Regions from separate parts of the Hordeum vulgare genome. Here region 2 is linked to region 1. A link is a contact called in public Hi-C data. All regions are on one chromosome and are shown on one strand. The core of a region is the stretch at or near the end of the contact, and the rest is flanking DNA. Distances in the headings are between cores, read along the strand shown.

Region 1 (4,562 bases), core at 1,500-3,999:
GGAAACCCTAGGGCACCCTCCTCTCCTCCCTCCCCCCTATATATAGAGAGGTAGAGAGAGGGCAGCCACACGACATCTTGCCGCAGCGCTCCTCGTCCTCTCCCTCGTAGTTCTTCTCCTCTAAACATCGAGCAACTAAGCCCTGCTGAGCTGTCACCACCATAACCTCACCACACCGTCGTGGTATTGCAGGACTCGGACTACTACTTCACCATAGCTCGCTGGACCGAGGAGGTGAAGGCGTCACCAAATTGTACGTGTGTTGAACGCGGAGGTGTCGTCCGTTCGACACTTGATCGGGAGTTCGTGGGACCGATCGTGATCGGATCACGAAGACGTACCACTATATCAACCGCGTTCTGCAACGCTTTCGCTTAGCGATCTACAAGGGTATGTAGATTCAGTCTCTCCTCTCGTAGATGTGCATCTCCTACATCGATCTTGCTGAGCGTAGGATTTTTTTTTGTTTTCCATGCAACGTTCCCCAACAATTTGTCCCTCCGATCTAGAGAGATATACTCTTGGCCCTTCGGGGTGATCCGACCTGGATAAGCATGGTCATGCAATTAGGATTATGAGACAATCTGAAGTGTTGATCAGATGACCATGTCGCCTTGAACACGACAACATATATCGTGTGGCAAAGGAAATAGAAGTATGAAGTACAAGTTCGCTTAACCAGCTTCATGGGACACTTGGAGTCGGCAGCTTTGCTAGAGGCCGCCACCGACTAGCCGAGTCGGATGTGATTTGACCCGCGACCAAATGAACGAAAACCTAAGGGGTCACACGCTTAGGGAAGGAACACGTGGGCTTTAGGATCCATGCGAAGCCCAAGAGCTGAGCCCGCACCGGGTGCCTATATATAGTGGAGGTGCGACACACTTATTCAGTTGATCGCTTGGGCGCCATCATTAGGGCTTTGCATGTGTTGCAACTAGCCACCTCCACCCGCCGCCGACTGTGTGATCCGGACCTAGTAGTCCGCCGCACAGTGTTCCTCCTGCACACGCGAATACCTTTAGAGGCGGTGCACTTGCGCCGCTTCGACGAACCTGTACGTGGGATCCGGCGACCGGCTGTTCGAGGAAGAGGATCCGACCACATAGTTGGGCATATGTTGACTCACATAGAAAACCAATTTGTTGTGGCTACCCTTTTCCTTCCAATGTATTGGTTGTAAACCATGTGGCTTTATTATGTCTAGGAATGTGTAATTCGATTAGGTTGTTTGGTTCTGAATGGTAATTCAAATAAAAAATGGACGGGGCGAATCAAATGGGTCGGCTAGTTGGAAATACTCGAAAAAACTCACGAACATGGATGGACGCTGACTAAACTGACAACTCAAACGGACAAAAGCAAACAAAATCCGCATTCGATTGGGTCGTTGTACGGCTATGCCTTGAGTAGCCAGCTTGTTTGGAGGAAAGGGTTGCAAAGATTGAGCTCCATGAAGCTTGCTTTAAATAAAAAATATTCTTTTGAAGTTCAAAAAATGTCAATCTTTTTTCTACAAATACCACATAAGCATATTCTTCAAGTTTGTATAAATTTTTAATCAACTATTTTGATTATTTACATGTTACAAAAAAATGATAAATATCTGGCCCAAATACAAATAAGAAAAAGCCCACTTTAGTATGTGTATTTGTCTTTTTGGTGTACATCACATGTGAATATATATGTTCATTAAATTTTATACATGTATACCTTTTTCAGATATTTTTTTGAGATGTGGAAAAAGTTTTTTTTTGCTGAAAAATAAAATAAAGAGCTCTGTAGAGCCCGGCCTCTGCTAGCACTTTTCGGCCTGCTTGCCTCTTCTTGGTAGAAGAACACTGAAGGTGATTGCTTGTGTGTAAAGGATCAAACGAAAAAACAAACAATACGTTTCATGCTTGTGAATCAATTTACTGCATCCTTTACTCGACATGATGACATGTCCGGACTGGACGACTAACAATAATTTCGCTACCAAGAAATAATTTCGCACACAAGATTGCGATTGAGATAGGTCGACCAAATAATCCAAGGAAAAAAAAGAAAACAGGTAAGAAAAAACGCGATGAAAGTGCAAAACGGGGCCATTTGATTCTGGCACCAAAAGCAGCCTCAAGACATCCTCCACTAGCCAGAGACTGAACTGACAGCGGCTGTTAAATGTCAAGTTTTCGGTTGCCGTCAAACAAAATCCAAGTCCCAAAGCCTGATCATCCACATGTACACCGGGCTCCAGTAACCGTCACTTTGAGAGCCATTAGCTCTTGCTTCCCGGGGGTTGGTTTCCATGCTCTCACATCCCCTCAATCAAATCCTGTTGCCGCCTGCTTGTATTGTATGCATGGCATGCGTGCAGAGGAATGACGACGCGAGTCTGGCACATATGCACTACGCCCGCGCTTTCCTGCTTCAGTGGGCATAAACGTTTTCACCATCACCCGGGGGGCATCAGATACCTTGGGCTTGGAGGATGCTTGTGTCTGGCTTCAAGGAATTATGTGACAGCCACTGTATCTTATCCTGGCGTGGCAGCAGGCAAACACACACCAATACGCCTTTCCATATTTCTCGTACGGAAATAGTAGAGCTTTTTGCCCGGATGGTGAAGTTCCACATCAAAAGCGGGATTTTCATCCGTCGGATTTGCATCGGAATATTTTGAGTTCCTCTCGTGGATGGCGGTACATATTCGGTGTATATTTGCCAGGCATTTTCCTCTCGTTTTCCTCGTCCTTTTCCGCAAATATATTCCTCACGGAAAACAAACGCCTTTTCGCGTTACCATGGGTCGGTCTCCTCTCCTGAAGTACGTATGTACTGAACTACGGAGTAGTGATGAGTGCATGATAAAAAATAATATTTATATTTTAGAATATATGTATACTTATTTTGTTTCGTACGTAGTTCTCTGTTAAATTTTTTAAAAAGACTGATATTTAATAACAGAGGGAGTAGTGATGGGTGCATGTAATGCACGTGTGCCAATCTCGGACGTCCAACAGATCGGAAGAAAGACGAGCCGGCACGCACCACACACCAGCACTATGACGCCGGCATGACGGCCACACCACCACCGTATATATCCTCGATCGCCGGCGCAACGTCGTGGACCGGCCCATCGCCTCCCGTTTGGGTGCGCCGGTGCGCCCTAAAACACGTACACGCTCAGCCTGATTGGCTGCTTATCCACCCAACCCCCGAGCCGGTGGAGCCACCGGGGCCGGCCGGTGTGTTCGTGAGCTGCGCACGCATCGGCCCGTCTCACCGCGCGCTCGGCCGCTTTGGTAGCTTATACCCTACCGGGCACTACGGACCAAAGACGATCCCAGATGGATACTAGACCCTGCTGGATGTAGGTAGAGTGAGGCAGTGGCCAGCCAGGCCAGTGGAGGTGACATGTTCTTGTCCAGTGAGTGCAAGCAATGATGGTCCGTCGCCCGAGCCATGGCGGCATCGGGATCCCCCAGGGGCAGACAGGAGGGAGACAGGCTATCGTAGTGGAGCTGGAGCGGATGGTGTGCCGTGCCGTGCTGTGCTGTGCGTGTAGTAGTGTTTGTTTTGTTTCTATGGCCGTCGGCGTTGGCGCTGCCGCTGCATGCATGCAACTTGCATGCTGCATGCGGCAAGCGTGTTGTGGCGTGGTGTGGTGTAGTGTAGTGCAGATAGGTAGCTTCACGCACGCATGGCCATCGTTTGCGGTCAATCTGGTGGTGTCTTCTCACCTCACCTCCCCACCCACTGACCCACACCCACACTATCTCGCTGCTAGTGCATTTGTGTGTGCTGTGTGTGTGGTAGTACCGGCAGGCAGGCAGCGGCGATGTGCACCGGCGAGCAAGCTTTTGGCGAGGTGGGGAGGGAGGAAATCTAGGCGGCAGCTCGAGAAGCCTTTTGGAGAGTGCGTGGTGGAACTGGGAGGAGAATCATGCGAATCTTGTCGCGGGGAAATAAGCTGCACTGTGTCCCCCGGGAGCAAAGTGATCTTCGGTTGGATGGTTGCGGGCGCTGGTCCATGTAAAATGGTTGCCTCTCTGGAGTACACAGAATCATTGCGTGGTTCAACTCGTCATGATTTTCATCTTGCTGCGTCTTCACAAGTCACCGTTGGCCCGTAATGTCATGCTTCCGCGTGCGTGTCCGAGCCACTGGTTCTGAGACTGAGAGCGAGAGGCACCTGGAAACATTTGATCTGATCCGACGTGGTGGTAGGAACGTGACGCTCAGTCGATGGATCTCCAAATTAAGGTTGGTGCACGGTCGTCGCCCCGTAGAAAAGGCACTAAATGGAGGGTTGTACTCCTTTTTTTTTGGCTTTTTTTATGGCAGGTCATGTCCTGAAAACCTCTGAATAAAGTCAAGTCCTGAAAACACATTCTCTTCTGATTCGTTGGCTGCCTACTGGCCTACTAGGAGTAGCTCCTGGAGGTAGTAGTACCATCCTACCGAGCCCGTGGGCTTTTGTGTAGCTGCTAGACCTAGTACAGAGGAAAACAAGGGCAGCTGGGCAGCTGCATCCAGGCTTGCAGGATGCAGGTAAAAACTAGTCCTACCGTAGGCGC
Region 2 (4,454 bases), core at 918-3,417, 43 kb before region 1:
AATAAAAAATCTAAGAGAAAATATATGAAAACATGGATATAAAAGTATAACAGAAAGAAAAAATTATAATTTGAAAATAAAAACAATCTAGACTGACACTAGACCATTTCAGGAAGACATCATCAAAAAGTAGCTTAATGGCTAGTTCTTTCGGGGTTTATTACCGGCTATGAAAATAAGGTGTTCTCTCTAGTTTATTCTAAAAGCACAACCAAATTTTTTATTTAGTTACCTGCTGAAAAAACTAAAATCTTAGGTTAAAGTTCTACAATAAGTTGGGAGTGGGCAACTTATTTCCAGAACCAGCCATAAGCCCCGAAAGAACTTACCCTAAGAGCATCTTCAAGAGCAATACAAAAATATCGTGCCCAATAATTTTTTTACCGCGTTACTGTAGCATTTTTAAAGCGCGGGGAGCGGAGGATCTCCAACAAACACGCCCTAGTGGTGAGCCCAATCCAGGGACCCCACCGGCAGCAGCACAGAGTCTGCTACGCGCACAAGGCGGCGCACCAAATATGCTACGTGCGATAATGCTTTTCAGCGCGCGTCCAAAAGTTTTTAGCGCGCACTGTTTTGCAGCTTTTGTTGAAGCTATCCGGCGCTCAAAAAATAAATCTTTTAACGCGCGGAACACTTTTTAGGCGTCTGTTGGAGATGCTCTAAGTTTGCTATACCAGAGGGCACAAATACGGGAATATTTCATTTATGGGTGGTCGGAATAGAAATCGTGGTATAACATTACATCAAACCAGACTTAGTGAAAGGTAGCAACATCCTCGCAAGAAAGGCAATATGGCATATACTGCATTGACGAGACAGCATTACTGTAGGGTCTAGGCAGTCATCTAGAAAGCCGGATGTATCCTTGACGTTTAGCCGAAGGGCGCAGCACTTGTAGGAAACATCGGCAGTAGGTAAAAGTGAAGATAAAGGGGAATGAAAGGCAGGGGATCAATTAGAAGTAGGCACCTGCTATGCCGCCGGCTTAGGTTAGGTTGGGTGTGGATGGACGGGAATAGATGCCGGGCTGGGCGTCGACGTCAGGACGCAGTGTCTGTCGCAAGTCCCAACGATGGCAACGAGACCCACCACCGGGCTGGATTGGCCGAGGCCATCATCGCCACCATGATCACAGCTCAGATTCACTCGCTCTCGATGCCCCCTCCACGGCAAAGGAGCAGTACAGTAGTCGGGACGGATCGATCGACATGGCACGACGCCTTCAATTGGAAATGACGGCCACTGTTATCCTGATCATATTCCTAGGTACCTCCTACCACACCTTGCATGCCTCTTCCACCACCACCTGAATCTTGAACCCCACTCCCAACTCCACAGCTGGAGAAAGCAAGAGGTTGTACGCAGTGCGCCCTCGGCGCTTTTCCAAAAGGACAAAGGCGTGCTTTCTAGCCCCGCCCGGCCTTTTTCCATGTTTCTTTCCAAATCCAAAACCCTAGAAAATGGATCAATGGGACCCCCGTTCTACCCTCTTTTGCGTCCGAAACCCCGGTGAAACCCCAAAGGTCAAAGCGCTGCATTTGTTTACTCCGTCACAGGCAGGCAGGCAGGCCAGCCTGTTCCTTGGAGAGCCGCATGCGCATCGGCATGCATGCATCATCAGACGGCCTTCAGAGATGGGAGGAGAAGAGCTTGCTGCGATGTTGTGGGTGCGTGTGATGGGGATGGTTCAGCGGCAGAATCCACCGGCGCCCGTCCAAAACCCCGTTAATAATGAGCGCCATGATTGCCCAGATCCATCGATCGCTGCCTCTGCTGCTGCTGCTGCTCGTGCGCCTTGCTTTCACGAGCCAACACCGGGCCTCAGCTCAGGGGTTCCCCATGCCCGGGTCGCACTGCACCGGCGCCGCCGTCCTACTCTGCTCGCTGCCTGGCGAGACAGCGCCCTGGGTCGCGTCGCCCATGCGTCCAGCGCTTGCTTGGGCCCGACGCGGGCGCTCGTTCGTTCCGGGAAGCCGTCGCGGAACAGCGAGAGATGGGCGCCGCAGCAGCGCGCGGGACGATGATGGGCACGAGGGAGGGACGGCGCCCACCACACGAATGTTCGTCCACACGCGCGATGCTCCGTCACGGTCCAACGGAGGGATGGACCCCCGATCCCCGATCCCATCCCGTGCGCGCGCACGCACGGGCCGCGCGTCCGACCGCGACGGCCGATCGGCGCATGTGCACGCTCGGGGCTCCCCTCCCGTCAGGCTGCACGCCAAGGGGAGCTTTGGTGCTTTGCCCGTTGGAGCAGTGCGCTGGAGGCACCATCATTGAGCACGTAGAACAAAACGGGCGCTCGAGCCCTGGAGTCCAAGCACTCGAGACCGAACCGATCTCTCGCCGCTTGCTTCCGTCGCACTGCTGGCGGTACAGGTTTCCCATCACCTGCACTGCAAGTCTTGGGTAATTATGCCCGCCCCGACAGAGCGCGCACACATGGCAGTCGGGTTGGTCGTCGCGGCCCGCAGAAGCGTCTGAGATAGCGTTCAAAACCTTGGATTGAATAAATGAAGGACTAGGCGGTGATTTGTGGGTGGTTTGTCAAAAGATTCGCGGTGTGGTTGCCGGTCGCTCTTGAGAGGGCAGACAGGGACGTGGATGATGGATCGATTGTAGTTAGAGGCCAAGGTGATGGGAGTTTAATAGTGCCCGTAGGGTAATCTAGCCTATTACTCCTATTAGTAATTATTTTGGCCGAGAACATGCTCAACTTTGTTCTGTAGCTAGCTGTTAAATTAGCCGTCTTATCTTGATCAGTGTACAAGACCATTAACCATTGCATCATGAGCAATTGAACAACTTAGGAAACGGCATGGACTCGGACGACCATGCCACGTATGCTCCTCTCCCATGCCCTTCCGTTTTTTGCCATGTCCACACACTTTCACACCGGAGAATGGAACTAGCTCTAACATGAAAACTTGACACATCAAGTGGCTTCTAGGGAGAATGAACCTTTAAAGCATCTACAACCATGATCGGGCAACCAGCCCGGTCAGTGTTCACTCATTAAAAAGTGATTCAAACGGACGCTTTAAACGAGATTCAAAAGTCCGGGCTCACCAGCATCCTTCATATCCACTCCAAACATGAGGTAGATATGAGATAGCCCGAGCACGCCTACCAGACAGGCCCGGTCCACCCACGACCCCACGGATGTCCCACAAAAAGCCGCATGTGGCTCATCGCTCTGAAATCCTAGCTCACTCACTCTCCTTTCGCGGTCCGTCCTCTTCTCTTCCCGCACTCAATCCGATCGAATCCGACAAAACGTCGAGCTCCGACGATGACCTCGATCCAGAGTATGAGCTTGCCCTCCGCGTCACTTTGGAGCGGTCCAAGGTGGAGACCGGGGGCAACTCCGGCTTGGCAGCCTCGCCGCTTCCCCTCCGGCGTAGCTCGGACGACGGCGCTGGCCCCTCCCCGTCTGTGCGTAGCTTCGGCAGGCGGCCTATGCAATTCTCTCCTCCCCTGCGTCGTGCCCTAGCCCCGACGGCTGCTACTCCCTCACGTGCGCATTGGTGGGTGCTTGTGCCCGTCGTGCCGGCCCGGACACGCACGCTAGAATCGAGGCATGTCCCGCCCGCCGCGAGTGGCAACAGTAAAGGGAGAGGTCACAGGCAGAGCAATCCGTGCGCCGACGCCGCGGGATGGATGCAGAGCTCGACGAGGACGCGCGGCTCCTCGAATGGGTCTACCGTCGATCGCTTACGACCGCAGAGACGGACATGCGACAGCTTCGACAGAAGAACGCGAAGGCGCTGCAGATTGTCATTGAGCAGTCCGAGCGCGAGGCGGCGGAGGTAGCGATGGAGGCGGCTCAGCTCGCCAAGCTCAAGCGAGAGCTCGTCAGCCTCTCCGACGACGATGATGATGACCAAAGCTCCCCGTCCGACGACTCGTTCGATTCCTCACCAGAGCCGACTCCTACAGTTGCATCGACAACCGGAAGGGCAAAGGGCCGGTGAGGAAGTGGTGATTGCCCCGTCTTCATTTATATTTTACCTATGTTTAGCTAGTTCGTAGTTAGGATTTGCCGATGAACTCCGATGAACTATGCTCGTTTTGTTCGGTCAATCCGATGAGCTCTATGTTGATCTATTTTTACGTAGTGTTGCATAGATTGTATGGTTTTAAGGGTTCGGATATGAGGGACGCGGATGTGGAAGACAACAAACGAGGCGCGCGAGGTCAGTGTCCGCGGGCGTTTGACGGGTCGAATTTGCAAGGTCCGGCTATAGATGCTCTTAGGCTAACTTCAACGCCGAGATCCATTTCGCTCGCTCACGTGTGTTTTAGTCCGCGTGGACAAAAACTACGACCCAATGTGCCGACGCAAACTAACAGACGTCCGTTTTGCTGCCCGCTTGAACCAAAAATTTTGTTCAAATTTGGGCTGGGTTTGAATCCTCGCGGACACGCAACGGACATCTGGGCATCCTCCC

Evidence for each region. A called contact is a pair of places that touch in the nucleus more often than the background predicts.
Region 2: a contact with region 1 is called in a Hi-C map of leaf, with 5 times the contacts expected there. The contact joins two enhancer-like sites. A contact is called at or near these places in 2 of 6 Hi-C or Micro-C datasets (leaf and seedling).

Annotation. Positions count from the first base shown.
Region 1 is chr3H:543,642,283-543,646,844 of MorexV3_pseudomolecules_assembly, reverse strand. No RefSeq gene overlaps it. Among protein-coding and RNA genes, the nearest start is that of LOC123440514, 67 kb to the left of the region's middle. Within about 2 kb of position 2,749, at least 2 of the 3 cell types and tissues checked have open chromatin away from gene starts, as enhancers often do. A contact at or near this core is called in leaf, where this site is marked.
Region 2 is chr3H:543,684,769-543,689,222 of MorexV3_pseudomolecules_assembly, reverse strand. No RefSeq gene overlaps it. Among protein-coding and RNA genes, the nearest start is that of LOC123440514, 24 kb to the left of the region's middle. Within about 2 kb of position 2,167, at least 3 of the 3 cell types and tissues checked have open chromatin away from gene starts, as enhancers often do. A contact at or near this core is called in leaf, where this site is marked.